Linked DNA regions of Mus musculus: regions 1, 2 and 4 are each linked to region 3. A link is a contact called in public Hi-C and HiChIP or PLAC-seq data. All regions are on one chromosome and are shown on one strand. Each heading gives the region's core, a stretch centred on a gene start, on an enhancer-like site or on the middle of the called end of the contact. The rest is flanking DNA. Distances are from core to core; before and after follow the strand shown.

Region 1 (3,288 bases), core at 677-3,176, 600 kb after region 3:
TCAGTAGAAGAGTCCTTGCTCCTCATGTGGGAAGCCCTTGTTTTCTTCCTCAGTCCTGCAAGATGAGTAAACCAACCAACAGTCAGAATCTGATTCCTGACCCATGACCCCTGACTCCTGACCCCTGACCCTGGCCTGTGTCTCAAGCATCCCTTTCCCAATATGTGCTGCTGTACTTCAGGTCTCCAGCCCAATGGAAAGTGGTTATAACGCCCTGAATGCCCATCAATATTTTTGTTGTTGTTTGTTTGTGAAGGAGTCTCATTATGTAGCCCTCCCTGGCTAGCCTGAAACTTGCTGTGTAGACCAGGCTGGCCACAAACTCACAGAGATCCACCAACCTCTGCCTCCTGAGTGCTGGGATTAAAGGTGTGTGCCATCACACCCAGCCAACAGTCATAGCACAGATAAGCAGAAATCAATGCACTTCTGCTTAGTTTTTGAGTGTCCCCGTGGAAGCCAGGATTCCCTGCTAATTGCTGAAATGGCTGTTTTGGATGAGTTTCAGAGACACTCTTTCTTTCTGTAGTGATGGTTAAATGAATGCCTTATTTACTGTGTTTTTAGGTTCAATAGATGACGTTTTCAACTGCAATCTGTCACCCAGATCATCGGTTACAGAACCACTTTTGGCAGAATTCTCATTTCCAAGTCTTCTGGAATGTGAAGAGACATCCAGCCAACTTATCTGATTGGTCTGAACATTCAAGCTGTCGCCCTTTGGGGGTCTGTGGCACACAGTGGGTTAAAGGGGTAAAAGAAGGCAGGGAGTGGACATTTCTATCCCTTTGCCAGCCTCTGGCCCTCCAAGGTTCTATAGAGGACCCCCTTTCCCATCCCTAGGCACTGGCAGGCCCAGTGGCTTCCGTCAAGGTTATGATTATGGGATGGAAGGATTTTGTCTCTGTGGCATAGGGTGTCATTGACATTGAACACTTCTCTGAGGAATTTTCAGGGGTAACCAAGCACCCATGAACTTTGCTTAGTACCCTGGCACTCTGAAGACCCTCCTGGCAACCTCTGTGGGAGGCATCTGACTGGGATGCTAACCTGTGATGTATCCTGGATCACAGAATGGCCCTCTGCAGCCAGCAGCCCCAGCAAGCCTTGGGGCTAAACTCTTCTCTTGCAAATATGTCAGGTAAAGCCAGTACTGATATTTCCCTGGGAAACAAATCTGATGTCCAACCTGCCACTGGAATGAACATTCAAGATACTGGCTGCTGAAGGATCTCTGCAGGCCACCAGGATGAGCCCTCCCTGAAATGTAAAGCCAGGTGGGGTGCCAATCAACCAGTGACAAGGGAGGGTCCTCCTCCCTACAGGTACACCGTAGTAGTTGGTGTTTGAAATACACTTTAACAATCTTAATATGAGAAAAAGAGCCCAGGGAAACTAAGCCATTACCATGGTACACTGGACATCAGGGCGCTTTCTGCCCCACAGCTCCAGTGGGATTCACTGAAAGGGGAAAAAAATGATCCAATCCACATATAAAAGTTTGCGTGAGTGGCCGGGCCTGGTGCCTGTAATTCTAGCACTCGGGAGGTGGAGGAAGTAGAATGAGGAGTTCAAGACCACCCTTGGCTACATCAGGAGTTCAAGGCCAACTTGCTCTGTTACTACAGGAGACTGTCTAATAAAAACAAACCTGCATCATTGCACATGTAAATTTGCACCTATACTCATAAGAAGGCAGATTTATGGGCCCCTAGTGGCATCTTTTCTGTCCTTCTAAAAACATATTCCCACACTACATATTTTGATAGCAAGGTTGATGGCCAGCCATTTGTATCTGAGATGCTACCTAGTACATATGCACAATTAAAAGTTTTCTTAGCGTTCAACTTGTAATGGATTTAATTTGTGGCTAAAAAAAGGTACAGGGTAGCCCCTTGAGGTCTGTGGGTGGTGTGGTTGCTCTGTGGAACACTAAGAATGGGAGGGTTGTGGCTTTAACAGCTGCTACCTCAAGAAGGGACTTAGAGAGAGAAGCCATAGAGTATTTGGAGAAAGAAAATGAAGGTTGAGAAGGAGAAAAGAAAGTGTCACTTCGTCATAGGAGGATAAATATGTTATTAAATTCAGTAAAAAGGAAAATAATAAATTCTAACCGGTTCTCCAATCAGCAGAAATAAACCTTGGGTACACAGCAAGAATTAAACTCTTCCCAAAGGAAATAAAAACTATTCATAACATTGACAATTTTCTTTTGAAACTGAACTGAGAAAATAGTCAGTAATCACCCCAGGAAATGGACTGAAGATCTGGGAAGTTAATTTCATCATTAAGATGTCTTAGTTGGGCTGGAGAGATGGCTCAGCAGTTATTAGCATTGACTGCTCTTCCAGAGGTCCTGAGTCCAATTCTCAGCAACCACATGGTGGCTCACAATCATCTGTAATGGGAATCCGATGCCCTCTTCTGGTGTGTCTGAAGACAGCTACAGTGTATTCACATACATTAAATAAATAAATAAATCTTAAAAAAAAAAAAGTCCTACTAACAGGCATTGTGGGTCCCTTGTTTAAAAAAATCTTTTTTTAGTTGATCCAAAAGTTAAAACACACTGGATGATAGTGTATCTTATTGACAAATATTTCAAATTAAGATTGGCAAATCTATAAATTGGTGAAAACTCTTCCTGGCTGAAAGAGGCTCCAAACTGGACATGCACATGGCCTGGTGTGGACAACCGGCATGTAAGAATAGTACAAAGTCTGTAGGATGACTGTCTTACACAGGGTTTCTATTCCTGCACAAACATCATGACCAAGAAGCAAGTTGGGGAGGAAAGGGTTTATTCGGCTTACACTTCCATACTGCTGTTGATCACCAAAGGAAGTCAGGACTGGAACTCAAGCAGGTCAGAAAGCAGGAGCTGATGCAGAGGCCATGGAGGGATGTTCTTTACTGGCTTGCATCCCCTGGCTTGCTCAGCCTGCTCTCTTATAGATCCAAGACTACCAGCCCAGAGATGGTCCCACCCACAAGAGGCCTTTCCCCCCTTGATCACTAATTGAGAAAATGCCTTACAGCTGGATCTCATGGAGGCATTTCCTCAACTGAAGCTCCTTTCTCTGTGATAACTCCAGCTGTGTCAAGTTCTCACACTGTACAATGGCTTTACGGCTTGTGGTCACCCAAGCTCCTATTGATACTTTATCAGCAGTCACCTGATCTTGCATCTTGATTAGCATATATTAACTACACATACTGATGATGGGTTTCATGATAATTTCATACATGTCCACAATGTGTTTCAATTATATGCACTTGCCTCCCCTG
Region 2 (3,110 bases), core at 424-2,923, 580 kb after region 3:
CTCTCCACATTAATTAAATCAAACAATTTCCAACAAACATAATCACAATCCAACCTGGTGTAGATAATCCATCAATGACGATTATCCATTCAGGTGATTCTAGGTTGTGTGAAGTTGACAATCAAAGCTGACCATCCAGGCACCCAACAGGGCCATTTAAAGCTCTGAGGCTAGAAGGCTGCCCCTGTGCCTTGATGACATCACTATTACCCAAGTATGGGCACATGAGGATGGCTAGATCTTCAGGCTGTCACCTCTTAACTATAAGCATAAGCCTTGCATTGTCTCCTGTCACTTATCCCAGCAACTCCATTTCTGAGAGGGGAGGGAGTGCAGAAAAGATGGAAAGTGTAATGGTGTGTTACCATAGTAAGAGAAAACAAAGTGATTTTAATGTTGCAGTAAAGGAAAGTCTAGACAAAGAAGAGTGCATTCCTTTGATGGAAAATAGCTTAGTGGTTTGAAATAGTTTACCAAGGCAGTGCTGTTTGAAACACAACGTGCTTCTTACCATCAAATGAAGCAAGCAGAATAAAAATTCTACAACACCTGGGGTGAGGGTGCTGGAGAGATGATGGTTCGGTGGTTATGAGGTGTGCATACATACATGCAAACACTCATACACACACACACACACACACACACACACACACACACACAAATAAAAATAACTTAAAACCTTCAAAAGTAAATGGCAAAAGTGAAATGTAGCAGAAATGCTTCTGTTTGAATCAATTAAACCCAGGCTCTATGGAGGCTCTCAGAGACAAACTGAAGATAGACTCTAAATTTTACCTCTCGGCGCTGCCTGGAGTCTCATGCCAGCTTACCGAGAGCAGAGACTCAGTCAATGTAATTGCTGGAACACATGCCTGCTCCTCTGTTAGACTACAAGTTGGATGATAACAGGGGTTGTGGTTATCCACCCACATTCTCAGGATTTAGCTTATTCTTCATCTTCTACTAGATAGGCTGGAAATAGTCATTTAATTAAATTGAAAGGAATAGTCTTTTCATCCCTCAGGAGACGTGTGAGCACGTAGCCAGAGCACTCAAATATTTATAAACTGAGCAAATTAACAGATTCTGGGACTAGGGCTGGGAAGGCCTGCTAGGGGACTTCCCGCTTGAATCCAAGCACAAAGCTGTCAAGGGGCCACCGGGCAGCGAAAAGCAAGAGGGTCAAGGTCTGGAGTGCACAGGGGATGCAGGAAAACCTTTTGGGAAAGTGGCAGGCCTTCATGGAAGGATGCTGGGTGGGAACCCGCTCCAGGAAGTGCTGAGAGAAGGAAAAGCTGGGTCATCTAGGTGGAGGTGGAGTGAGCTGCAGACAGATGAGGCATAGAATGGGGGATGTAGATACGGATGCAGCAACTCCCAGCCTAAGCTGACAGCCCCTGGGCCCCAGGTGGAGAAGTGGTCAGGAACGCTTTGTGGTACCTGAGGGATTAATCGGCGCTGAGCCAGGCCTGGGCATCTGTCGTGGGGAGGATGCTGCACCATGCAGTGTGGACCAGGCAGGGAGGGCCCCGCGCGGGGGCTGAGTGTCTGACCCGAGTGGGATGACTAAGTTAGTCTTGGCTGTGAGCAGGCGAGGTGGGAGCATGCCAAGTTATGAAACACTGATTGCTCTGCCGGAGCGGAGGAGCATCTGGGGTCCTGCCTGGGGGCCGGAGGGGCGTGCCTGGTGCCTGATAAAAGGGGCTGCGCAGCGCGGGGACCGCTTTCTCAGTGTCCTGCCTGCAGCGCTCCACAAGGGTGGGCAACCTTCAAGGTGACAAGAGGGCTCCTGAGCTACTTACTACTTGCACGCAGCCCAAGGTAGCTCGGGACAGACCACAGATTTACTCCTCCCACTTAGCGACCCTCAGGGTAGGAAGGGGACAGAGCCACAGCCTGAGTATGGCCACTGCAGCGTGCGAGCCTGTGGCCAGACCCAGCCTGACCTCCATTTCATCCGGGGAGCTGCGCAGTCTGTGGACGTGCGACTGCGAGCTGGCCCTGCTGCCCCTGTCGCAGCTGCTCCGCCTACAGCCTGGTGCCTTCCAACTGCGCGGTGAGCAGCTCCTGGTGCCCGGGCCCGGGGAACCCGCGGCCGCACGTGGGGGCTTCAACGTCTTCGGGGACGGCCTTGTGCGCCTAGAAGGGCAGCTCTATCGCCTCAGCAGCTACATCAAGAGGTAGGTGGCCACACCGTGTGCTCTAGCCTGGAGCAAATCCTCTATCTGGCTGCTGCCCTGTCTCTGGTAGACTGGGGACTGGAGATGGAGATAACCTACCTGCCACCCTACAGCCCGAACCCTCCTCCCCCCAGCCCCCAAGCAGGTAACTAGGGCGTTTTGCTGAGAATGTAGGGAGGATCGGGTGGGAAGCACACTCAGTCCCACCCAACAAGCTGGTGGCAAGTTTTTTCCATTCTGCCCTTAAACTAGGTCGGATGAGCTCAGTGTGCAGGCACAACCCTCAGGAGATGTCTTGGATGCGGATCCTCGCACCTAGCTTTAGTTATGAGCGAGAATAACTTTATGCAGCTGGAGCATGCAGATAGTTCATTTTCCCAGAGTAATTGCTCTCTCGGTGTTTCTTAAACCAAGCAACTATAGTGAAGAAGAAAAAGGGCCCCCAGAACCCCAGACCCCGTGTTGGCTCTTGGGTGAATAGACAGCTTGGGCAGAAATAAGGGCAAAGATAGCTTCGTGGTTTTTTGCAGAGCACTGTGAGACCCTGGCCTTTATCCAGTGGTCCTCAGGAGCTGTCGTGGCCAAGAGGACTCAGACGTCCATTGGTAGGCTTGAAGCTGGCAAGGATGTGGAAGCCAACTTTGATCTCAGCATTACCGGGTCACCTTGAAGGAATAGGGTACATGGCCCTCATCCATGTATAATAGGGTGCTCAGTGCCCCAGAACCAAGTGAGTCTGGAGTCTGAGCGATCCGCAGCCGGCCCGATTGTGAAGATACGATGTATTTATCACTGGGCTAGGGTGCAGCCAAAGGGCTAGACACTGCTGGTGCATTCTTCCAACTGCATGCAGGTAGGACCCTCGAGATGGTATGAGTTCTGAATGTCGGAGAAAAATAGTCCCTACTGAGAATTTCTCTGTGGATGGGA
Region 3 (3,517 bases), core at 368-2,867:
TGACTCAGAACTGCTGATAATGGGAGGCACCGTAGTTCTTGAGAGCAAAATGGAGGCTTTAAAAAAAAAAAAAACTGATATGGGTAGCTTAGAAAGCTGAGGCACTCCATGAATCAGTGAGAGCAGACCAGAGGATAGCATTCCTCTACAGTATCAGCTTCAGTTCCTGCCTTAGGTTCCTGCCCTGACCCCTCTCAATGATGGAGTGACATACAAGAGAACGGTGCAGTCAACCCTTTCTCCCCGAGCTGTTTTTGATCAGCACATTTTATCACAGCAACGGGAAAGTCAATTGGATCACTTGTTTCATTTCATCGTCCAAAATGTTCAAGTGATTTCAAAAGTGGTTGGGGGTCTCTGGTCTGCAAGATAAGCCCTTTAAAGGGCATTCTAAGCCTTGCCACCCTCCGTAAGTCTGAGTCTCTTAGTGTAAAGGATAACGTGAGTCTGTGCTGCACTTCCTTAGTAATTAGCACACTGTGCTACAATTCTGACAAAGCCCATGTATTTTGACTCAAATTATGAGTGTTGTGCAAACTGCACAAACTCCAAGAAAACAAGGCACATTGATATTAGGAGGGTGCAGAGCTCATTGATCTTAGGAGGATGCAGAGCTCATTGATCTTAGGGGCGGATGCAGACATTGTTGCGAAGCAGGAGCTCCTGGACCAGGCTTGAGGGCCGCCTTAAGGCAAGATCCCTAAATCCTTTGCCTTTAGTTGCTTCATCGGTCCAACGGGATTAGAAAGCTTGCTGGGTTGCTGTGTAGACGGAAGTTGTCAGTATCTGTGGGCACCGTGTTTGGTGCAGGGGTGAACTTAGGAAAAGAAAAGGCATTGAAAACTTCCTGAGCACCTAGTGACTCGTTAATAGCCTGTGACAAAACATGGCTTTTTTTTTTTTTTTTTTTTTTTTAAATAATGAAAGAAGAAAACAGTCACTGGTGTTCATTGATACTGGGGCTAGTTTATTTTTCCATCTCAAAACCAGGGTTGGTCAGGGAGGAGAAAGAGTGGGGAAGGTTTAAGCAAATAATAGCCCAAAATGTCTGAATAAAATTTTGCAAAGAAAAAAAATATAAAATTTTCTTCCCAAGGACGGCAGTTGGGCAACACGGGAGCGATTTTCTGCTTGGTCTTGTTCTCAAGACAAACACAGCGCCAAGTGGAAATCTTCATTTCCTCACTCGGGGAGAGACAAACGGGTCTGTCTGTCTATTAAGTCTTTCAAATCTGTGACCACAGACTGCAGGCAGAAGACAAGGAAGCAGAAGCTTGGTTGAGTTGGGCAATTGCTTGAAAAGCATCTCTGTGGGAGAGCAAGGCTCCCGGGGCAAAACGTGCTCTAGGAACAAAGCCCTCTCCCAGGGGAAGCGCAAGGGGCTGTAGTCCTTCAAGGGCTGGGGAGACAGAGGGCGGACCAACCCTAATAGCCAGGGAAATATGGAAGGAGGGACTCTGGCAGACGCTACAGTGTCTGTTTGGGTCTTTACCACTGCTAGTGGCCTTGATCCCTTTCACGCAGGATTTAAATGAGTCCAGATCCCAGGGCCCCCTCCTCCTATTCTTGGCCTAACGCACAGTGAAAATGAAAGCTCACTTGCTCAACATCCCAGGGGAAGCGCTGAAGCCACATGAATTCATTTGAGCACAAACTGAAGCTTGCCCATTCAAACGGCAAACACCATTTACTTCGAGTTTATTTATTTAAGAGAGAGCTTTTGAAATTTAATGTCATACTTCCCTGCTCCCTTTTCTGCCAGGAGATGGTTCCGAGATGAGCAGAGCGAAGGTAGAGGGTGGAGAGGGGCGCTCAGTAGCACCCCCTGCTGGTTGGTTGTTTTGTTGGCTTGCTGCTGGGTCGGCAGTGTGGATATTGCTGATGGAGAGACTCAGTGAGGAGATATGGAGAGGTCGTCGCCCACGCTGTTGGCGTCTGCAGTTTCTGTCCCTGCCACGCTAAGCAAGAGGCCACTATTGATCCTTTCTTATACCCACTCATGCTCATTGAAAGCTCGTGGCTTTAAACACCATTCATACGCTCAGGCTTTTCCTTAGCGACAGACTTGTTTGTCCACCCGCTAGAAGGCGCCACAAGGATACTGGATGCAAACTGCGTGCTTCCAGGCTCAGCACCTGCCCTTGCTAAGTCCGACTTCCTCTCCCGACTCTTTCGGACAGTGAAGGCAACTCCTTCATTTCCACATCTTGGGTTCACCCCTGACCATCTTAATTCTCCACGCACTAGCCCACGTGATCAGCAGCCCCGTGACCTTACCTTTAAAATACACTCAGAGGTCGATGGCTGACCACTTGCTCCCAGCCACTACCTCAGCGTAGCCACCACTGGCCTCTTTCCAGGTTGTTACCTATTTGGCTTCCCGGGTTCTTGTCTCTCTGATATACAAATCCATCCCGAAAGCAAACTCCCCTGTTAGTCTCACATGGTTTGAATAGTCTCACATGGTTTGAAGCCTCTGGTTTCTCCGACCTCGTCGCAGTTAGCTTTCCTGTCCACTTGCAGCTCTGATTCAGGAGCCCTGCGAGTCCCCTTCCCTCTGTATACGATGGCGGTCACCTGGGTTAGCTCCTGACCCAACCTGGGCTCCTGGTGCTGCTCAGATATCCTTATCTCCTGAGGATTAAATACCTAGATACTTTCTCTAATCATCTTCACTACCCATCTGAATTAGGGTTCTCTAATGGAATGGAACTGATAAAATCAGTGTGTGTGTGTGTGTGTGTGAGAGAGAGAGAGAGAGGGGGGGGGGATAGAGAGAGAGAGAGAGCACCTGTGCGCCCACTAAAGGAAAGTCCAAGAATTCCGTAGTTGTTCCCTCCACGAGACAGGAAGTTTCAGTGTCCTTACCTGGTGCTGGAATCTGATAAGTTATTTCTCTGCCAGTAAAATGAGCCACTTCAAGCCAGATATATATATGTATATGTGTATGTATATGTATGTATGTATGTATGTATGTATGTATGTATGTATGTATGAAGCAGGTTTATTGAGACACTGCTCTTGGACGAGTTCACTAGCCCCAAGAAAAGAGGCCTTCAAGGAAACATGCAAGCTGTTCACACAGATACGGTCAAGAATTGGCTCACACTCATGTGCTCTCTCTCCCTTCTCTCCTCTCCTCTCTCTCTCTCTCTCTCTCTCTCTCTCTCTCTCTCTCTCACACACACACACACACACACACACACACACACACACACATACACAGAGACATTCACTCACACATACATGTTCAAATACACATTTTTCCCCCAAAGGAAAATCTCAGACCAATAATTTAGCCTTCTACTTTAAGAAAGCTAAAAGAGGGGAAAAGGAAGGAAGGAAGGAAGGAAGGAAGGAAGGAAGGAAGGAAGGAAGGAAGGAAGGTAGGTAACAGAAAGAGGAAACCAAGGATAAGATAGAAATAGGGGAAATTAATGAAAGGAACAAATAAAGCCAAAAGATCACCGATTAAGAAACATTTCACCCAACACACGGGAGAAAAGAGAAATTTCCA
Region 4 (3,260 bases), core at 402-2,901, 670 kb after region 3:
TCAGACCTCTGGCCAATTCACCAGCCCAGTCAGATGTAAGAGCTTGCCATTCTCACCTGGTCTTTAAAGGCGCACTCAAGGCCCCACCCACAAAAAAGAAAGCTAGCAAAATGGGGGGTTGGGAGACATGGAGAAGAGTTAGACATTCCTTAAGTTCAAAGCTTCCCACCTCCATATCTCAGGTTCAAGGGCTACCTTCCTTTTCTTAAGCCACAAAGTGTCTTTTTATGGGCGTCCTGCTAAAATCCTAGGGGAGGCACATAAAGTCCAGTAGACAGGGGCACAAGTCCCGGGACAGCCAATTCTTAGGTATTTGTTCTATTTGGTTGGTTGGTTGGTTAGTTGGTTGGTTGGTAAGCTGGTTGGTTGATTAGTTGGTTGGTTGGTTGGTTGGTTGGTTGGTTAGTTAGTTGGTTGTTTAGTTGGTTGGTTGGTTTTGTTTTCTTAAACAGATCTTGCCTCAAGTGTATTAGTAAAAACAGCATAGGATGCTGGTCATCTGAAAATAGTGTGAGGTATGCCCACCACACCAGTCCATCTCTCTTTACATTGGCAGGTAGAACCCTTTTTCTATAGGGCCTTTACAGGGTTCTGGGCACACTGAGAACCTGAGCTGAAGCTAAAGCCTCTGCCGTGCTATGAACCTTGGACTTTGGTTGGTAGAGCCTATGGCCCTTACCATATAGCTTTGAATCCACTTCCCAAGCTTGGGGTGAGTGATGAAAGTGAGCCAGCTGGGTTTGCGACTGGGGCCCTTTGGCATCTTGGGCTTGACGGCCTTAGGCTTCACCAGGGCCTTGATGGCCTCTGTGGTATGCTCACTCCGTTTGCATTGCTGGCCTGCATCTTCTTCAGGCCTTTCTTGTTCTGAGACAGGGTTTCTCTGTGTAGCCCTGGCTGTCCTGGAACTCACTCTGTAGTCCAAGCTGGCGTTGAACTCAGAGATCCACCTGCCTCTGCCTCCCGAGTGCTGGGGTTAAGGGCGTGCACCACCGCCACCACCCGGCAGTGACTGAGGTTTCTTGATGCCATTTCTGTGCCAGTTTTTTGATTATTTGTGTGGTGTAGCTCTTGTGCAGACTTAGGCGTGTCTACACGGTAACCTGTGGCTCCCACAGTGCCTGGGACCAGAAGATAATGAGCAAGCATTGTTCTTAAGTGAGTCACTGTGCTCTTCCACGGTTGAGACTTTTGATTTATAAAATGAGATTAAATTATAATCCTGGTGAGAATTGAGGTGAAGGCCCACATCGTGAGGGTCAGGCATGGTACATGGCTAGAAACAACTGCCACCATTGTTGAGGTGCCCACTTCACTCCCAGACCACCTTTAGAGGAAGAGGGAAGACATAGGAAGAAAGGCAGACAGCTGGCAACAGAGCACCAGGCCCAGCTGAGAGTACCCTGCAGTAACAGCTCCCCAAGTGTGTGCTAATAATTCTAGTAATGCCCGAAAGAAGAGTTTTATACATTCCCTGGTGAAGAGAATTTCTGAAAACCAAAATGACAGAGGGCCTGACCAGTTGTCCCTTGCTCTCCAGGACAGTTTCTGCACATACCTGCAGCTGGAGTACTCGGAGCAAGCCAAGGCGGCAGCTCGGCAAGCGGAGGCCTCTCTCCTGCTGCCTGCCATTCAGCAGAGGCTGACATATGGGAGACCCGTGCTGCGCATTCTCCCTCTGCCCGATGACACCTTAATCACCCTCCGAGAAGACGGAACTATTTATTTCTGGTCCCTGCAGCTGAAGTTGAAAAGAAAGAAGCCGATTTTTGTATGTGATTTTCATTTGATAAGGATGCTGAGTGCCACGGTTTGATTTTATTTGCTATTTTAAACTGCTCCTTAAGTGGCGTGATTACATAAATTGTGCCCTTGAATATAATATATCCGCGGCAGATTCTGCGAGTCTAGGGGATGTGAATAAAATGCAAGCCCCACGAGGAGCCCGAGATAAATGCTTCTTTTTCGCTTCTAAATTCAGATGAAGTGATGAATTACGCAGGCTTCTTCAGTCATGTAATTTATCATGTGTCTTACTGAATGACAGATGGAACGGGATCCCCACCCCCTCCATGGTTGTGTCCGGGAGGCGGTTCTGCTAAGGTTTTCCATCAGAATCACTAATCAGAAACTCAGAAGCCAGCATGCATTTGGGAAGTGTTATTAGGAGAAAGAATGTCCAGCCCGTTTCTGCCCACCCCCTACCCATCTCATTCAACAAACATTTGAGCTCCTGTGGTAAAACAGGCTCTGTGCTGGGTGCTGAAGACAGAACGAGGACAGAACGTGCAGGCTCTGCCCCCAGGGAGCTTAGAACTAGAAGTTACAACTAAACTTCTCAGCCCCTTCTAGGGGAGAGCATTGAATTAGCTCTTCTAATGTACCAAGTTCCTCCCCTTGAAAGAAAAAATCAATTAAAGAAAACTATGGGGGTTGGAGAGATGACTCTGTGGTTAAGAGCACTGACAGCTCCTCTGGAGGACCTGAGTTCCATTCCCAGCACCCACATGGTGGCTCACAACCATTTGTATCTCTGAGGGGACCAGATGCCCTCTTCTGGCATCTGAGCCCCCCAAACACGCATGTAGTGCCCGTACATATATACATGCAGACCAACACTCATGCACGTGAGACAAAAGTAGACTCTTTTCAGTAAAAATGAAATAAGTTTAAATTAAATAAATATAGGTTTTTAAAGGCATATACATTTGTTTATTTTCACCTCTCAATTCTGTAGGGCAAGTCCACCAGCCGGAAGTCCCGCTGGGTGACAGACATTGTCAGCATGCCACAGTACAACAAAGTAATCGTTGGAACTGGGTAAGTACGCAAGCAAAAAGTGAGCAGTCGTGGTGTGAAGAGATGCAGCTCCGTGCCTGGGGTCACACAAGCACACACATTTGCAGTGTGAGGCCAGCGTTGGAGTCTTAAAGCATTAGAGCCCATGTGTGTAAACAGAGGTACACTTTGTGTGGCTTCATGCCGAGAGCTTAGAGGATGCTGTCTTGTAGAAAAGACTTCCGGAACCAAGGAAGGGCCACGGGAGGAAAATTAGTCTGAGTACTTTTCAAGCATACTTTATTTGGATTAAATGGTATATTTGTTTTCTTATTCATCTAAATTGAGTCTTGACTGCACTGGACTAACTCACAGGGCAAAGTACACAGCAGGAACATGGACGCTGCTGCTGCTGCTGCTGCTACTGCTGCTGTGGCAGTGGGGTGGTGGCCACGGTGGCAGAGTGAGGTCCACAGGGCTCC

What was found. A called contact is a pair of places that touch in the nucleus more often than the background predicts. HiChIP or PLAC-seq counts read pairs in DNA pulled down with a chosen protein or histone mark.
Region 1: an H3K27ac HiChIP or PLAC-seq map of large pre-B cells shows a contact between it and region 3, with 4 times the contacts expected there. The contact joins two enhancer-like sites. A contact is called at or near these places in 11 of 39 promoter capture datasets (the 3T3-L1 cell line, embryonic stem cells, frontonasal cranial neural crest and 6 more), 6 of 115 datasets of contacts at active chromatin or transcription factors (cardiomyocytes, differentiating embryonic stem cells, double positive thymocytes and 3 more) and 1 of 9 other capture datasets (adipose tissue).
Region 2: a Hi-C map of bone marrow-derived macrophages shows a contact between it and region 3, with 13 read pairs. The contact joins the promoter of Medag here to the enhancer-like site in region 3. A contact is called at or near these places in 1 of 484 Hi-C or Micro-C datasets (bone marrow-derived macrophages), 2 of 115 datasets of contacts at active chromatin or transcription factors (embryonic midbrain and large pre-B cells) and 1 of 9 other capture datasets (adipose tissue).
Region 4: an H3K4me3 HiChIP or PLAC-seq map of embryonic hindbrain shows a contact between it and region 3, with 4 times the contacts expected there. The contact joins two enhancer-like sites. A contact is called at or near these places in 1 of 15 datasets of contacts at CTCF or cohesin (large pre-B cells) and 6 of 115 datasets of contacts at active chromatin or transcription factors (SST interneurons, craniofacial prominence, embryonic basal ganglia and 3 more).

What each region holds. Positions count from the first base shown.
Region 1 is chr5:149,429,220-149,432,507 of GRCm38.p6, forward strand. It overlaps Medag (mesenteric estrogen dependent adipogenesis), which reads left to right. Exons shown (of 5, transcript NM_027519.4): 5 at 568-2,504. The coding sequence ends at 692. Among named protein-coding and RNA genes, the nearest start is that of Tex26, 8.8 kb to the right of the region's middle. Within about 2 kb of position 1,927, at least 9 of the 459 cell types and tissues checked have an H3K27ac peak or open chromatin away from gene starts, as enhancers often do. A contact at or near this core is called in pre-B cells, where this site is marked.
Region 2 is chr5:149,410,076-149,413,185 of GRCm38.p6, forward strand. It overlaps Medag (mesenteric estrogen dependent adipogenesis), which reads left to right and starts at 1,674. Exons shown (of 5, transcript NM_027519.4): 1 at 1,674-2,180. The coding sequence starts at 1,903.
Region 3 is chr5:148,829,969-148,833,485 of GRCm38.p6, forward strand. No RefSeq gene overlaps it. Among named protein-coding and RNA genes, the nearest start is that of Gm36405, 22 kb to the left of the region's middle. Within about 2 kb of position 1,618, at least 51 of the 459 cell types and tissues checked have an H3K27ac peak or open chromatin away from gene starts, as enhancers often do. A contact at or near this core is called in bone marrow-derived macrophages and pre-B cells, where this site is marked.
Region 4 is chr5:149,501,965-149,505,224 of GRCm38.p6, forward strand. Gm15997 (predicted gene 15997) reads right to left here. Exons shown (of 5, transcript NR_045423.1): 2 at 1,559-1,741. It also overlaps a transcript of Wdr95 not described here. Among named protein-coding and RNA genes, the nearest start is that of Wdr95, 25 kb to the right of the region's middle. Within about 2 kb of position 1,652, at least 25 of the 459 cell types and tissues checked have an H3K27ac peak or open chromatin away from gene starts, as enhancers often do.